2 separate regions of the Mus musculus genome follow, and region 2 is linked to region 1. Evidence: chromatin contacts called from public Hi-C data. All regions are on one chromosome and are shown on one strand. The core of a region is the stretch at or near the end of the contact, and the rest is flanking DNA. Distances in the headings are between cores, read along the strand shown.

Evidence for each region. A called contact is a pair of places that touch in the nucleus more often than the background predicts.
Region 2: a Hi-C map of neural stem cells shows a contact between it and region 1, with 10 times the contacts expected there. The contact joins the enhancer-like site here to the promoter of Mocs2 in region 1. A contact is called at or near these places in 27 of 39 promoter capture datasets (the 3T3-L1 cell line, 3T3-L1-derived adipocytes, the C10 cell line and 18 more), 8 of 15 datasets of contacts at CTCF or cohesin (CD8 T cells, the G1E-ER4 cell line, the NIH/3T3 cell line and 4 more), 277 of 484 Hi-C or Micro-C datasets (the 63-12 cell line, the AML12 cell line, the AtT-20 cell line and 140 more), 49 of 115 datasets of contacts at active chromatin or transcription factors (the 230-238 cell line, CD4 T cells, CD4 single positive thymocytes and 35 more) and 6 of 9 other capture datasets (adipose tissue, embryonic stem cells, embryonic tail and 3 more).

The regions. Positions count from the first base shown.
Region 1 is chr13:114,813,714-114,821,600 of GRCm38.p6, reverse strand. It overlaps Mocs2 (molybdenum cofactor synthesis 2), which reads right to left and starts at 3,364. Exons shown (of 6, transcript NM_001113374.1): 1 at 3,278-3,364; 2 at 655-799. The coding sequence starts at 752. Gm34790 (a long non-coding RNA gene) reads left to right here and starts at 3,377. Exons shown (of 3, transcript XR_382937.4): 1 at 3,377-3,667.
Region 2 is chr13:114,960,439-114,968,325 of GRCm38.p6, reverse strand. It overlaps Itga1 (integrin alpha 1), which reads left to right. Exons shown (of 29, transcript NM_001033228.3): 26 at 18-122; 27 at 1,718-1,810; 28 at 2,612-2,728. Among named protein-coding and RNA genes, the nearest start is that of Itga2, 32 kb to the right of the region's middle. Within about 2 kb of position 3,890, at least 146 of the 459 cell types and tissues checked have an H3K27ac peak or open chromatin away from gene starts, as enhancers often do. A contact at or near this core is called in the AtT-20 cell line, CD8 central memory T cells, DN3 thymocytes and 25 more, where this site is marked.

The DNA of each region.
Region 1 (7,887 bases), core at 2,115-4,614:
TGTGAGGAAAGGCCATGTGTGGCCACACGTGGCCAAAACAAGCTTTCGTTTGTATGTGCATGTATGTGTGTGTGTGTGTGTGTGTTCATGAACCTGAACACTGTGCACATTTAGGCGGAGGCCAAATGGCAACACTGGTGTCTTCCTCAATTGCTTTCCATCTTATGTTTTGAAACAAGAGTCTCTCAGTTAATCTGGACTTCACTGGCCTGCACATCCTTAGGGATCCATCTGTCTCTGCCTTCCAGGGCTGGGGCTAAAATAATGTGTTGCCACATCTGGCTTCTACAGAGGTTCTAGGTCCCTAATAAGGCCTCATGCTCATTCATACAAGCACTTCACAAAGGGAGGCACCTGCCCAGTCCCTAAAGACAAGGTATTTTAAAATTTCTCTGAGTTTGTTTTCCCACCATCAAAACACATGCATCATAAGATCTCAATGAGAAATGTTAAATGAATATAATGAACACATCAAACTGCTTACTCTAGGGGTCATGGGAGACGGTAGACAGTATTCATCACAACCTAGCATCAGTATAGAAATCCCAGTTGCTGCTGCCTCGGTAAAGGACTGGTGCAGTCAGCCTCACACAGAATAGACAGTAAGAGCAAACCATGCGCAAGGTATCCTGAGGCTGGTCCTTCACCACATACCCAGATGGCTCAGATGCATTATCCTCCACTGATTGGCGGGATGATGGCAACCTCATCTCCGGGCTGAAGCAGGAGTTGCTGATCTCCAAGCTCGACATACTCTTGACGAACAGCAAATATCACCTGGTTTCTAACATCAGCCAACCTGAAGGAGAAACGGCCCTGGTTAGACCCTGTGAACTGCTCCTCACACCTCCTCAGCTGCATTAAGTAATACTTCATTCACGAAGGTACTGACCTAACTCTCACTACGTAGAACACACTTGACCCCAAAGATATGTGAGGTTACTCTAAAGCTAAGGCCAGTGGGAAGATAGGAACTATCATAAAACCCAAGCTCAGCAGTGCGTGGGGTTTGTTATTCTCCGTCCGCTTTTCCTTTAACCTCAGAAACCTTTTGAGTATTCTAAAGAAGAGAAAAGGACAGAAAAGTTTACAGACCTATATTCAAAACTTTGGAGAAAAGAAGAAAAAAAAAATCAAAACAAAAACTTCCCAACGAGAACACAGCCTTTTCGTATGAAGCCGGCTGCTGGCTTACAGGTAGGTGAAACAGCACAAAGGGCTTGCCAACCTTTCACAGAGGGAAAAGGTGACTTGAGTGGTTCCTAGCCAGGGAGAAGCATGCAGCCCTTCTGAGCACACAGTGTGGCACAACCTTCCGAACGGCGCCACCCTTTTTAATACAGTTCCTCACATCGTGGTGACCCCCAGCCACACAATTACTTCATTGCTACTTCATAACTGTCATTTTTGCCGCCGTTATGAATCGTAATGAAAATATCTGATATGCTATCTAATAGGTGACCCTTGTGTAAAGGTCATTCGACCCCTTGGGGGGGGGGTCGCCACCGACAGGTTGGGAGCTACTGGTATAGCACCTTCCGCACAGAGCAGAGCTCTGGGGGAAACCTCTCTCCGCAGGCTGAAGCAGCACCACTCGTGTTCCTGGGACAGTGTCCAGCCATTCTATAGCTCATCCCGACAGGGCTTCAGGGAAAAATAATAAGTTTCATTTCAGATTTTCAGGGGCCAGTGAGAAATTTTCAAATATTATAAAACCCAAGCTCAGAAGCATGTAGGGTCTGTTATACTTCATTTTTCTTTCAATCTCAGAAACTTTTGAGTATTTTAAAAGAGAGAAAAGGACAGAAAGGTTTATAATGTATCTTTTTAACAGCATCTTTCAATTTTTCATCTTAGGCTATAAAAGGCAGAACTTGCATTTTTCTGTCTTAGAAATTAGAAAAATGATTGTAAATTACATAAACATATCTAGGGGGCATCCACTTGACTGCTTTTCTAGTAAATTATCTATGGTGTTCCTTGTGGTACTTGGATGTTTCTAAATACCAGAGTTTTAAATTTTCAAGAATTTTAAAAGAACTAGTACTCTTGTGTGAGAACACACATACGCACACTCACACGTAATTTACACATTTTAGAAACCTTTACATGTTCATCATATGCACTCTATAACGTTAGCTACCCAGGATGGAGACTCTCTAGCTCCTTCCACAGCTCTGACGCTTTGATTTCCTGTGGCACAGAAATGGTCTCCGAGCGAACTCCGGCTATTTCAGCACTTTTTGCAAAATACAACACGTCAATCTGAAAGGAGAGAGGATAGTCTAAATAACCCGCACCAAGAAGGCTCCTCGCTCCCCAAATGCAATGGCTCACAAAACTTCAGTATTGGCCTGGTGGTGGTGACACATGTCTTTAAACCCAGAACTGGGGAGGCAGAAGCAGTCAGATCTATGTGAGTTCAAGACAAGCCTGGTCTACCAGAGTGTAGTTCTGGAGAGCCAGGACTACACAGAGAAACCCTGTCTCGAAAAACATAAACAAACAAACAAAACACTTCCATATATCTATAGATTCATATTTGAGACAAACGCTTTAAAATCACTTCTGATTTCTGCCTACTGTTCAGACCTCTCACAATCTCAAGCTTGTGTGGCAGCATTAAAATCCTACTAAATTTCCTTAGAAAACATGCTAAGTCTGACTTGACACGGAATCGATTCTTCCATCAGCCGCGAAGCAGAGACAGAGGTCTGAGTCAGGGGGTGGATTACACAAGTAAATTAAATAACCCAGTCAGCAAAGGCCTAGCTTTCATTTCACAGTGGTCAAATGACCTTTGATTCCGTCCTACATTACGATTGAGTTACAAAACACAGAACATTTGACATGCAGCAAAGCAAATGGGCTTGAATTACAGGATCAACTGGTAGTTTCTAGGCCAAACCCGTGTAATCAGCCTGGGAACTAAGGGACCTGACTGTGCACAAGGTCTCACCTGTCACTCAGTACAACTCGGTCTCTCCACAATAATCACGGCTGCTGCAAACTATCCTGAGCCTGTCAATCATTGGGTGATGCGCATTTCCTCACAATAATTCCTAACTAGGAGCGTTTTAATTTTAAAAAGTGTCAAAATAAATCATCCGGAATGGTAGGGAAAAAAACCGTCTAGGTAATCGGTCGTGAAGGCCATGACCTGGACACCAGAGTTCGGGGACAGAACTTGACATTCAGCGAGCAGCAGGCGCAAGACCCGGAACCCGGGAGGAGTTAGAGAGGAAGGGGCGCCCCAGCCGCGCGAACCAACTCTTACCTGGCACCTAGGAACCATCCCGCTACACACCGCGAAGCCAGTTCTCCAACCCCTAGAGGCGCCGGTGACTCAGAGCGCATGCGCAGCCGGATGCTCCACCTTCTGGGTGGTGCTCAACCCCGGGCGTGTGGACACTGCGCCTGCGTACACTTCGCTCCGCCCCGCCACGCCTCCTGCACCCACAAAAGTTTACTCTGCTTTTGGATCCCAGTGCTGCGACCTCTTGTGTGACCCGGCAGGGTGGCCTTCCCCAGGCTAACCTATGCGGCCCCTCCATCCAGTGTGGGATCCGGGTTCTTATTCGCAGCGTGGAGACGGTATCTGACTGTCACTTCAGTGTTTTAGGCGCTCAGGAGTTTCTGAGCCAGCGACCCCATCCAGACTTCCTAGGTACACATCTCTGCCTTAGTTGTCGCGTGGGTACGTGGATTTAAGTGGCCCTCGCTGGGCGCTCAGTCCGGGTTAACCGTAACTGTGTTCCAACTGTAATCTTAGTAAAAACCTTACCTTTCAGTTGAGAGTGGCGGGGGGCGTGGCTGGGTCACCTGCTGTAGGAAGTCTCACCGAGGAGATTCTTGTGCCAAATACATTTGCCAAAATAGTAACAAATACGGAAGGAAAGGACATTTCACGTTCTGTGTCAAGCTATGGGAACGTAAAAATTGGGTAATAAATTTCCAGAAGGAAAATAGTTGGCAAGATGGGTGTACTCAGTTCAAGGAAGAAATAGAAATGCAGAAGGGGAAGGGTGGGCAGAGGGGAGTAATAAGCCCGATTATGATTTGCATCAACATTTATTTTGATAAGGTTGCTAAACATTAAGGTTAAATATTTATGTCCACATGCTGTTAGGTAAACGAGGAAACTGACAGTCACTCTGGGCTCCTGGGTCGTTTCCAGTGACAGCAATGAGCAATATCTTCAATAGGCTAAGAAACAATGCATAGTTCAATGTGGTTTTGCAAACAAACTGGTGCATATAAAGGCTAGAGCCTATCATTCCTGCTTGGGGGCGGAGAGGGCAGGTGGGACCTCAAAAATTGCCTAAGAGCTCTTCCTAAAAACTTCCTTTGGTGGACTCAGAGATGAGACAGGGTTAAGCCTGTGCTAGGCTGCTCTGCCAGAGGACGCAGGTTCAATTCCCAGCATCCACATAGGCGGTGCTCAGACACTCATACAGGCAAAACACCCACACACATAAGAAATAAAATCTTAACAAGGACAAAGACAAAGCTCAATAATGTTTTACTCTATTCAAATATTAAAAATCCAATTATGAGACCATGACATCAGGATAATGCCATTCATTTTGAAAATATCCTCTTTATTCTACAAGATTCTTAGGGCTGAGATGTTGCTTAGTGTAAAGTCACAATCCACAGCACTGAACAGTAAAAATTTTTAAAATTCTTTTACAAGTTAAAAGAAATAATGTTTTCAAATGGCACACATTTTCCTGCGGTTTTTCTGTTGATGGATTTAACTTAATAGCTTAGTTAAAAAGAAAAAAAATTCTTTGTCAGCCTATTCCAAATCTTGTTGGGGAAACACGCTGTCTCCTTTCTGAGTTATTAGTGGAGTGAGTCTTTTCAAGGTTTTTGGCCTCTAGTACTTCCAGTTTCTATTCATTTTTTTCTTCATTACTCAAATAATAAAAAAAAAAAATACAGCCCTATCTTAAGTTCTGATTGCAAACCAGACTAATACCAGGATATTTTCATGTTATGCTGAAGACTTTAATGTTATTTTAGTTACAAACTCATTAATTACATAAGTGGGTAATTAGAATGGAACATAATAAATTACTAGGAATAGCCTAACCTCTTTAGTAGCAAGGTTATTGTTTTGCTTAAGTTACAATTTATTATAAAAAAAATCTAGTCACTATTTTCTCAGTCTGTACTAAATGAGATGCCATTTAGTTAAAAATACAGACATAAATTTAGATAAAGACATTTCCGCCTTATTTCTAGATTTAAAAAAAGAATCTAAACTCTGATATTAGAAATGTAGAACATTTTGGCTCCTCACAAAAGGATCTATTTATTTGAGGAAGATATCTCAGGAATGACTGTATTTCCAAAAATGTTCATTCCCTTTTCCAAAATGTTTTCCAAGAAATGTCTGTCAGGGTCTATGTTCATTAGATTTGCTAAACAAATTTTGAATGCACAGGTAACATCATTTCCTGTCTGATTAATATTGTGTAAATACTTCCCACCATTACTACTGCACATTACTGCTGTGCAGGTTAGTTTAAATGTCCACCGGTCACACCCTTGAATAAACTGGAAAAGGAGCTCCAATCTAAAAATAATATAGATCAGGCTCTGTGGACATGTCTGTGGGAAAGCCTTGATTGGTAATTGGCCATCCTTGGCATGGTGACGTCCCCTGGTCTGGGCCTTGAATTTTATAAGTCTGGAGAAAGCCAGAAGCAAGCAAGCAGGCGGCATGGTGCACACATTTCTTCTGCTCTTGACTGAGAATGTGAAGTGACCAGTTGTCAGCTTATTGCTGCTATGACTCTCTCTGTAACCTGGAACCACAAGCCAAATAAACCCTTTCTCCCCTAAGTTGCTTTTGGTCAGGGTGTTTTTTCATAACAAGAAAAACAGCTTAGTCTCTACTTGAACTGAGCCTGAAGTGAAAAAAAATTTTTTTTCTGTTTCTAAAACAAACAAGGCAATTTATCTGCCTACTTCAGGGGTTTAAAACAATCAAGCAAACAATCTGGATGTCTTGTGTATTCACCTTCATCACAGCCTATCTCTATTCTTGTCTAAACATTTTCTGTGACCTGTTTTTAGTTATTAATTTAAATCTAAGAGCCCCTAGGTACCTACTGCTCATTGTCAAGGACCCCTCTTGGAATGTGACTTGGTTTCACAGATTGGAAAACATGGAGCCTATGATCATATGCTATATGAAAAAATATATATATAATAGATCTTGAAATTTCAGTCTTTATGCAATTCTTTGAGTATAATAGAATTTATGCTCAGCAGAAATATTTCTGAAGATGATCGGGAGCTGGTATAAGATAAAGAGACACTGGACTAATATCTTTGAAGAATTTCAAATGCCATTTTAAAAAAAACTGATAACATGGTAATTATGTTTTGAAATACTAGCTTTACATAAACCCACATGAAATTATGCATCTTTACAGGTGACCCAAAATTTCCAACACCAATCTACACAAATGACTTATGAAAACAGATTTATTATTAAGGCCTGCTATAAGAAGCATGCCCAGCGCAAGGCATGTATTATTGAACACACTTCACAATGCCTTACGCACCACACCTTGTAGGTGTATACATATTATCAAGTTGGCTTTGTGATCAAATGAGTGTTTGAAATTATGCTATACTTCTTGTTTTATTCATTAGTAATTTGTAAAGAATAAACCCCACATAAACTCCATATCCTTGTTAGTTTATTCAAGGAGTAAGGTCAAAAGAAGCATGCCTTTGGGGCTAGTCATTTCTATTACAAATCTTTCACCTCAAAAAGTAGGGAGCTAGCTCTTAAAGACACCTGTGATCATTTTTAAAAACATTTTTTTTGAAAACCAATATGCAATCTTCCAGTTGAAGGTGGCAACAGAAGTCTGGATCTCAAATTTTTGTTGTGTGAAAATCTAAGATTTGCACATAGAGATATGCAAGAGGCACAAGTAAGGAAAGGGGGAAGAAGAGAGAGAAGGGGGGGAGGAAGAGAGGGTGGAGGGGAGGAAGGGAGGGGGGAAGGAAGAGAGGGTGGAGAGGGAGGAAAGGAGGGGAGAGAGGAGGTTGGTCAAAGAGTTGTTAGCCAATGAAAACCAAATCTTTAAGGACCATAGTATGGATTCTAGAAAGCTCCAACCAATGACTTTTTAGAAGCATTAGGAGGGAGAGTTGAGGAAAAGAAAACTCAAAAGCAATGAGCCAAAAAATAGCAGACCAACTCTCTTAGAAGATAAAAAAGAGAACAGGATTGGGAGCCATTTCTGGGGAGGGTACAGGCTATGTCTGGTCTTGGTGAATAGCTCATGTCAAGTCCTAGTCTTCAAACAGCTCCATAAGGAAGCCAATCTCACCTTTTGCACACATCTCAGCCTTTGTCAGTAGCAGTGACTGATTCTGGAATACAGGAAAAGAACACAAGCTGGATGTCTCTCCTTAAATGTGGTAAAAACCTCAAAAGATTGAAATAGGTATAGAGTTTGGATATCATCCGAAGCCCAGGTTTCTCTCAGGACTCAAAGAGCGTAGGCCCACCATTGTGCACTACATGCCTGCATCCTCTCAAGATGCATTACATTGAAACCCCACCCCTGGCATCCAGTTAGATGATGACGTTTGGGGTAGGTGTATGGAAGATAAATAGATCATACAAGAGTGGAACCTGTTAAAGGGGTTAGGCAGGAGCCTACAGAAACAGATGTTTCTTTCTATCATGGGAAGATACAGCAAGAAGATGTCAGTCTACAACATGAAGAAGACCCTTGATAGAATCTTAAATGCGTTCTCACGACCGGCCAGGAAGAACACAACAAACCAGAATCTTCTGCGGCAAAACTTTATTGCTTACATCTTCAGGAGCCAGGAGCGCAAGCCCCAAGC
Region 2 (7,887 bases), core at 2,641-5,140, 150 kb before region 1:
CTCTAACCATCCAACAGGACTGCAGTACCTGCAAGATTGCTACCATCACGTGTCATCTCCTTCCCTCGGATGTGAGTCAAGTGAATGTCTCACTCATCTTGTGGAAACCAACTTTCATAAAAGTAAGTGCTAGTTCACTATGCAGTAGCTGGGTAAGTCACAGCATTGCCCTGGAAAGAACAGGAGGCTGGGAGTGTCCAAGAATGTGACACTGTGCGGGGCTCATCTTCCCCATCTGCCAATCATTAAGTTTCCTCCAAAGTTCCCCGTCAGATGCAAAGCTCTTGGGCTCTCTCATCGCTAACCTTTGCACTGTACTCCGTTATTGAGGTCTGTGCTTATCTTATTAGTAGTTTGGGACCGAGTTAGGATTCAGAGGATGATATAATGACGTTCCTTGGTGTGATTAACAAAGTAGAAAGCTTGAATAAGAAGAGTGGTGATTTGTGTTTGGACGGTCTATACAAGTATTTCTTTTATCCCTTACAAAGCCACATCCAGCCGAATGCAGGCCGTTTTAAAATAGTTTGTTATACTTTGTAACTTTTGTTCATTTCTTTTTTATTTTTACTTATTTATTTTGGTTTTTCGAGACAGGGTTTCTCTGTGTAGCCCTGGCTGTCCTGGAACTCACTCTGTAGACCAGGCTGGCCTCAAACTCAGAAACCTGCCTGCCTCCGCCTCCCAAGTGCTGGATTAATGGCATGCACCACCAATGCCCGGCTGTTCATTTCTTTAAAGAAATATTTAGTTGATCATATAGGCCTAAGAATTTTAGGTTTGTCCCTATTAAGATGACAATGTAAGTCATCAAGGTTTAATATTGTATCATGCACAATCCTTAATAAGTACCTATGCATAGTCCTCATTATTGGAATGTAGCTATCCCATACATACCTAGATGCAGGTAAGTCCGAAGTTCGCTTTTCTAGAGAAAAATCTGAATGGAAGTTATATTGAAGTTTTCGGTCTCATTCTATAAAGAGGATCTAAGGGACGGTTTGATGGGGGCAGCGGGAAGTGAAAGAGGTATCCGCAGTCACAAGTGTATTAATCTCACAGAACAATCTCAGTTTTCTTCTATTTTCTTTTTCAAACCTTACACACATGTACACAATAGATCTTGATGCTATCTACACCTCACTCCCCTTCCAGCCCCTACAAGAGCTACACCAGACATCCTGTCTTCATTTTATAACTTGTTATTTATTTGTATTTATTAATCCACCAAATACAATTGTGGCACGCCATATTCATGATGTAAGGTCATCTACTTAGTTGAGGGGAGGGGCGCGCGGGGGGCACCACTGGCCACATGCATAGCCATACTAAATAGACTTACCAGACTGTGTTTTATATCTCTTCATCTATAACAACAATCAAGAATAAGAGATAATGAATTTGAAAGGGAATGGGGGTTTATGGGAAGGGCTGGAAAGAGGGGAGCACAAGGGAATGATGGAACTATATTTTTATGTTAAAATATATTTTTTTAAAAAAGAAAGAAAGAAAAGCGACTTTCCCAACCCCTTAAGTTCCTTAGCTAGAGGTGAGACCTCGGGAGCCTCTCCCAGTCCGTACTGGAATTTCAGCTGGGTTGATCTTGCCCGACCTTACATGGGGGACTGCAGAAGGTGTGGTGACTGTGCCGCACAGACATGACTACCGTCATCTTGGTTAACGCGGAGCATTAATACGAACCCCACCTGCCTTTCAGGCACATTTTTCCAGCTTAAATCTTACCATACGGGGAGAACTTCAGAGTGAAAACTCATCGCTGACTTTAAGCAGCAGCAACCGGAAACGAGAGGTAAGTGCGGCTGCGCGTCTGGAAACGTTACGGCATTTAAATGCAGACTTGGCCAGGGTGTTTTATGATCGTATACAGGGGTGTAAGCAGCGATTGAACGGACGCTCATGTCAGACATGGATTTGATTTCCATCGGCTTCTAATGTGATTTTCAGGCTTGGTCTTATTCCTTAGAAGCTAGGAAAGCCGTCATGTTTACAACTCACCAGCCATGTTTGACTTTATCGTCTCCTCCTCAGAAGACATTGTAAAATCTATTTGCAGAAAATGCCTGTGTGTGTGTGTGTGTGTATTTAAATATATGTGTATATATTTAGAACTGTATATGTATGTATGTTCTCACACACACACACACACAATTTGTTTTAAAACTCCTTCACTTAGTCATTGGAAAATCCAAAACAAAGATGAAGTCATTCAAGCTGAGTCCTTGGTAAAAGTACACGTATTTTATCCTTGACTTTTTAGAAAATTAAGCCGAAGGACTTATTTTAGACAAAAGCATGATTTTCTCATCCTGTCCTGGGAACATTTAGAAATCCCATCTGAGTGAGCCGTACCATTTAAGTTGTAAAACTCTGTTTCGAACTGCTCTACATTTTCGTCATAATAAATTTGATATTATGGGACATTGTGAGTAAATGAAAGGCATTCTCAAACGTAAACCAAATGTTTTCTCTGTATACAGTAATGAGATTAATTACACTGTTTGGTAGAAAAATAAAGCCCACCCGGACTCGGTGTTCCAGGAGTTCTGATGGGTGTTTATCAGCGTTAACAACCGTGTTTAATAATTTTCAGCTGGCTATTCAGATATCCAAAGACGGGCTCCCAGGCCGAGTGCCGCTGTGGGTTATCCTCCTGAGCGCCTTTGCGGGACTCCTGCTGTTAATGCTGCTTATATTAGCTCTGTGGAAGGTAAGCGCCATGGATACTGCCCATGCTTACTCCAACCACCAAGAGACAATGAGCAAAATAAGTTAGGAGTTATTGATGCTCTCGTACATAATAAAGTGCAAGCTTTCATGTGAGAAGAGAGATTTTTTTAAATGACTTTCATACATTGAGTCTCATTTTTACAGAGTCTCATTTTCACAAAGGAAAAACCATGTGCCTCGATTGGGGATACATATATCCAAAATCCCTGGGCATCCTTTTTACAGGGGAAGATTACTAAGGACCATTTAACTTAACATTTACCTAAAATTGTAATAAGTCTATCTCTTACTTTTTAAAGAAAGGAAAACAAAAACCTAGTTTTATGGCAAAAGTAGTCTGAAGTCCTATATCAATGAAGGACATACGAGGAATAGACTCATAATTGAGATGAACCTTGTTTTAGCCACTCTGTGTGTCTTAAAGATAAAATGCTTCTTTGGTGTATAAACAGAAAAGACAACATATTTTCTTTTGTGTGGCTGTATAAGGAACATGCAATACAATAGTAAAATAGTATAATGAAGAGCATAAGGTTCAGAGACCCCCTATACCAAAATCCTTTGGGAACACCAAGGTGGTAATTTGTTTTCTTTCAAGTTAATTTAGATATTTACTGAGATGGTCTAGGGTGAGAAATGTAAGAACATATTATTTTCAAACAAGCCATGATGATAGCTTTTATGATGAATTTATCAGAAAACAAAATAACAGAGAAAAGTTGAATTCAATATTTTTTCAATTAAATATGGAATTATAATTCTTTCTTGCATTAACATTTTACCTACTGCCTCTTTAAATAAAGCATGCAAAAATTAAAAACTGTAACTACATACTCATTTTTCTATTGTATGAACAGTAGAATTATTTTTATCTAGCGAAATTTTTTTTCTTGCTGAGCTACAACTATTATCACCCTTCCTGAGTTTTCTGTGATGACAAACTTCCTCTTTGGGAGATTTCCTCCAGGGAGAATATGCCCAAGCAGCTTTGGATTCCATAAACAGACTCTATGATCCTTCCCTATCAAAGCTCCAAGACACAGTTCACACTCAGCAGCATCCTCTGAAGTTCCTAGGGGCCAATGTTCTCTGCAGTACCTGGCTTGGCCACACTGTGGTACCCAAGGCCTGGTTTCTACATTGTGCTTGGCACAGACTGGTTTCCTGGCTTAGAAGCACCTCTGATTCACCCTGTGCCTGAGGATGCCTCCTAGTTAGTGTGATGATGTCCTTCTAATTAGTGTGAGCGCTGACTGAGCTCATATGGCATGACGTTAGGGCTCAAGGACAGTCAGGCTGATATTAGGATGAGTTCCACTGACTTCATACCTCTATTTAAACCAAACAAACAAAAGGGAATTTTCACCCACCTGTTTCTAATTCCTTAGTTTGAAAAAGCCCAGATAGAAAAATAAAAACATTTCCAGAAAGTGTTGTGTTGATACCTACTTACAGCTTCTACGATTGTCTTTGCCACCCACAAACGGTCAGCTAACAAACTCTGGGCTGTCTTGCCATGTATGTTTAGTTAGTTCAAACGCCTTCCGGAAAGGCTGCACAATCGCAACTCTGACTCTATGACAGACAGAAGGAGCTAGCTCTTAGTAAGTGCTTACCATGTCCCAGGAACTCTGTTAAGCACCCTGCTTCCAAGCATCCTTGCTATTATGACCCTTAGTGTAGAAGTTGGGTCTGCTTCTTCCTCCCAGAAATAAGACCCACTCTCAAAATATATTTATAATATCTGACTAGATCATAACTTAACCCATTTATTTTAACTTAGACTTTGCCCCATGGCTGATTTCCTGTGCTCAGATACCATGCATCCAGCTCTTCACATCTTCCCAGGGCAAATCTGCCTAACATTAAATCCCAGAATTCTTTCTGCCTCCCGGATGTCCCACCTTCTAGTCTACCCTTTCCAATAGGCCATAGGGTTTTCTTTTAATTGACAGGTGCCACATCCATACAGACACAAGATATTCGCTGAACACCTCAGTCTCTAAACGAGGAATGAAGTTACAGACAAGGTTTGCATGTTTTTCAGGGCCGCAAAGACAGTAATATTCTGAATAAGAGTTTGAGTAGATATTAACTGATTCCATTCTGTGGTCCTTACAACTTTTATAGCAATACATTGTAACTGCATTTTACACCTGTAAATGTTAAAACAAAGGTAAGGAGACTTAGTGAACCATGCCCACCCCACCCCACCCCAACCCCAAGATTATCAAGGAGCGAACAACTAGATACAACTAGCATTGTTTCTAAAACCTCTGCATTTTTTAAAAATAAATTCTTTGGCTGAACAGTACAGGGTATAGGATCATGATTCCTTTGAAACATGTAAAATACTTGACTTAGAAAAAAAATTCAGAGAACATATAAAACAAAATACTACAGTTGGAAGAAAAACCATGAGAAGCAAGGACATGCCTTTTATTATTTGATTCACACGATGTCCAAGTCCCATTGCTGATGAGTCTTCATCTTACAGCTTTGTCGCCCACCCAGCATAACTTATTGATGGGAATATGGTAGTTCCCCATAGTTGGTTTCTCTCTGGAAAACTCCAGGATCCATCAACTGCTCATCAAAATATAATGCAGTATATATAATAAGATACTCTGGGAAATTTTTAAAAATTCACTTGCCTAACTTTTATCATAACACAGTGTTATGAGAATCTTATTTTATTAGTCATTATTGTTAATTTCTTACTAATTTATATCACTTTCATCATCAAAATGTACAAATAGGATAAAACAAAACTTCGTGTCTGTCACTCATTACTGCCATGTTTCAGGCACCCAGACCTGTGGATAAGGAGGACTGGTGTAGCATTACGTTTTAATCTTTTATTAATCGGTATTCATTTGTTTATTCAACACTTATTCCACATTATGCATTGACCACCTACTTCTTGCCACAGGGTATTGAACTAGGTTAATTCTATAAAGGAGAATTTATAATTCAGAAATCAAAACAGGAAAGCAACACCCTATAGAAGGTCTAGGGGGGTCACAAACTTACTTTTCGTTTTTCAATTCTTGGCTAAGATCGTCTTTGTTTAAGTTTGCTTCCCTTAGTAAAATTAATGTTTGGAGAATTTGAGTGGAAAAGTTACGATCAAGGTAGTTTCATCTGGAAGATAGACTTTTAGAAACATTTTTTAAAAAGAAGACAGCTGGCTGGGAAGGGGCGGGTTTTGAGAGGAAGGCGAGCCAATTGACAAACGGCTGGGGAGAACCGGAAGAAGGTGGATCTTAAATACTTGGCTCCCCTCTGGAGAAGCCTCTGATTTACTCTCACCTCAGGGCAGGTGCGGAGCTTCTGTGGTTGCCACCCAGGAAATGACTGGTGTTCAGGAAAACACAAAGTCACAGCAGCTTTCACCATCACTTGTTCATACCACCCCTTACCTCGTCTTCTAGCAACTACGTCCTGGCGGACCACAGCCCTGGCTAACGTCCTAACATGGAAATGCATATTTTTCATCATTTGCTCCTTTAAGCCCTCTAGTGCTCAGTCATTAAGTGTGTAGTCCCCGACTATGAAGATCACTCGGTTAGTAAGGTGCTCAGCTACAAGTCAAGTAACACCCCACGAGCCCGCCCGCCCAAGACACACAAAACCCAGTTCGGCTTGTGAACTGGTGAAAGATAGCTTAGCATCTGCATTCTACATGCCTGGTTCAGTTTCCAGTACCCATACTTCTGGCCTCTGAGTGCACTAGCTCTCACGTGTGTGGTCCCACACACAGACACACACAGAGACATACCTTTATACACGAAGAAATTGAATCTTTTTTAAAGGTTATGCATATTGGCATGTGGCTGTTATGTGTTTATAGTCCCAGCACTGAAAGTGGAGACAGAAGGTCCCCACCCACACCTACACCCACTCTGTCTCCCCACTCCCACCCCCAGGCTCTCTGGCTTTTTCTGGCTAGTCTAATAGGCCAATGGAAAAAAATGCCATCTGCAAAAGCAAAAGGAACTATGCCCAAGTGTGACTTCTGGCCTCTGCCTGCAAGCAGATTTCACCACCCCTCCTCAAACATCCACAGGAGCATGCGAATTCACATCAGTACAGACCTGTAGATCCATGTGATAAGGATATAATTCATTTGCAAATAATTAACTCACTCAAATTTTTTAAAAAGTTAGGGCGCACAATTTTTAAAAGCTGCTCCCCTGGGACTTGGTTTTTAATTTAAACATTGGGTTTTAAAGAAGATTAAATTATTTAAATGGGATTTAACTTATTCAATAAATTAAAAAGTAAGATTAGATAACTTCCAAATGCTTATCTCGTGTCAATTGTCTTTGTTTTCTCTATAATTGAAATAAATATAAGACTGAGAAGTTTTTTGCTGATGGTTCAATAACAGAGAACAATAAAATGTGACTTACGTTAACCACTACATGATTTTCCCCCTTATAGTCAATAGTTCTATTTTCTTTTTTATTTTGTTTTGTTTTTGTTTTTTTATTAGATATTTTCTTTATTTACATTTCAAATGTTATCCCCCTTTCCTGGTTTCCCCTCCAAAAACCCCCAATCTCCTCCCCCCTCCCAACCCACCCACACCCGCTTCCTGGCCCTGGCATTCCCCTACACTGGGACATAGAACCTTCACAGGACCAAGGGCCTCTCCTTCCATTGATGGTCGACTAGGCCATCCTCTGCTACATATGCAGCAGGAGCCATGAGTCCTACCCTGTATACTCTTTGGTTGGTGGTTTAGTCCCTGGAAGCTGTGGGGGTACTGGCTAGTTCATATTGTTGTTCCTCCTATGGGGCTGCAAATCCCTTCTTCAGCTCCTTGGGTCCTTTCTCTAGCTCCTACATTGGGGACCCTGTGCTCAGTCCAATGGTTGGATGTGAGCATCCATCTCTGTATTTGTCAGGCACTGGCAGAGCCTAATGATTCTATTTTCATAAGTAAACGACATGGGGTCTTTTGAGAAACTTCTGGCAACCTTGTGTGCAGCACTCTGACCTGCTTAGATTAATTCAGGAAATTCAGACATCTCCCTGATACCTGTCTGTGGCCATCTAGCAAGCTAGCTGTGAACTCTAAGAATCTTAATTTGTGACCATTGTTTATTGGATGGAAAATTTTCTGTCTATTAA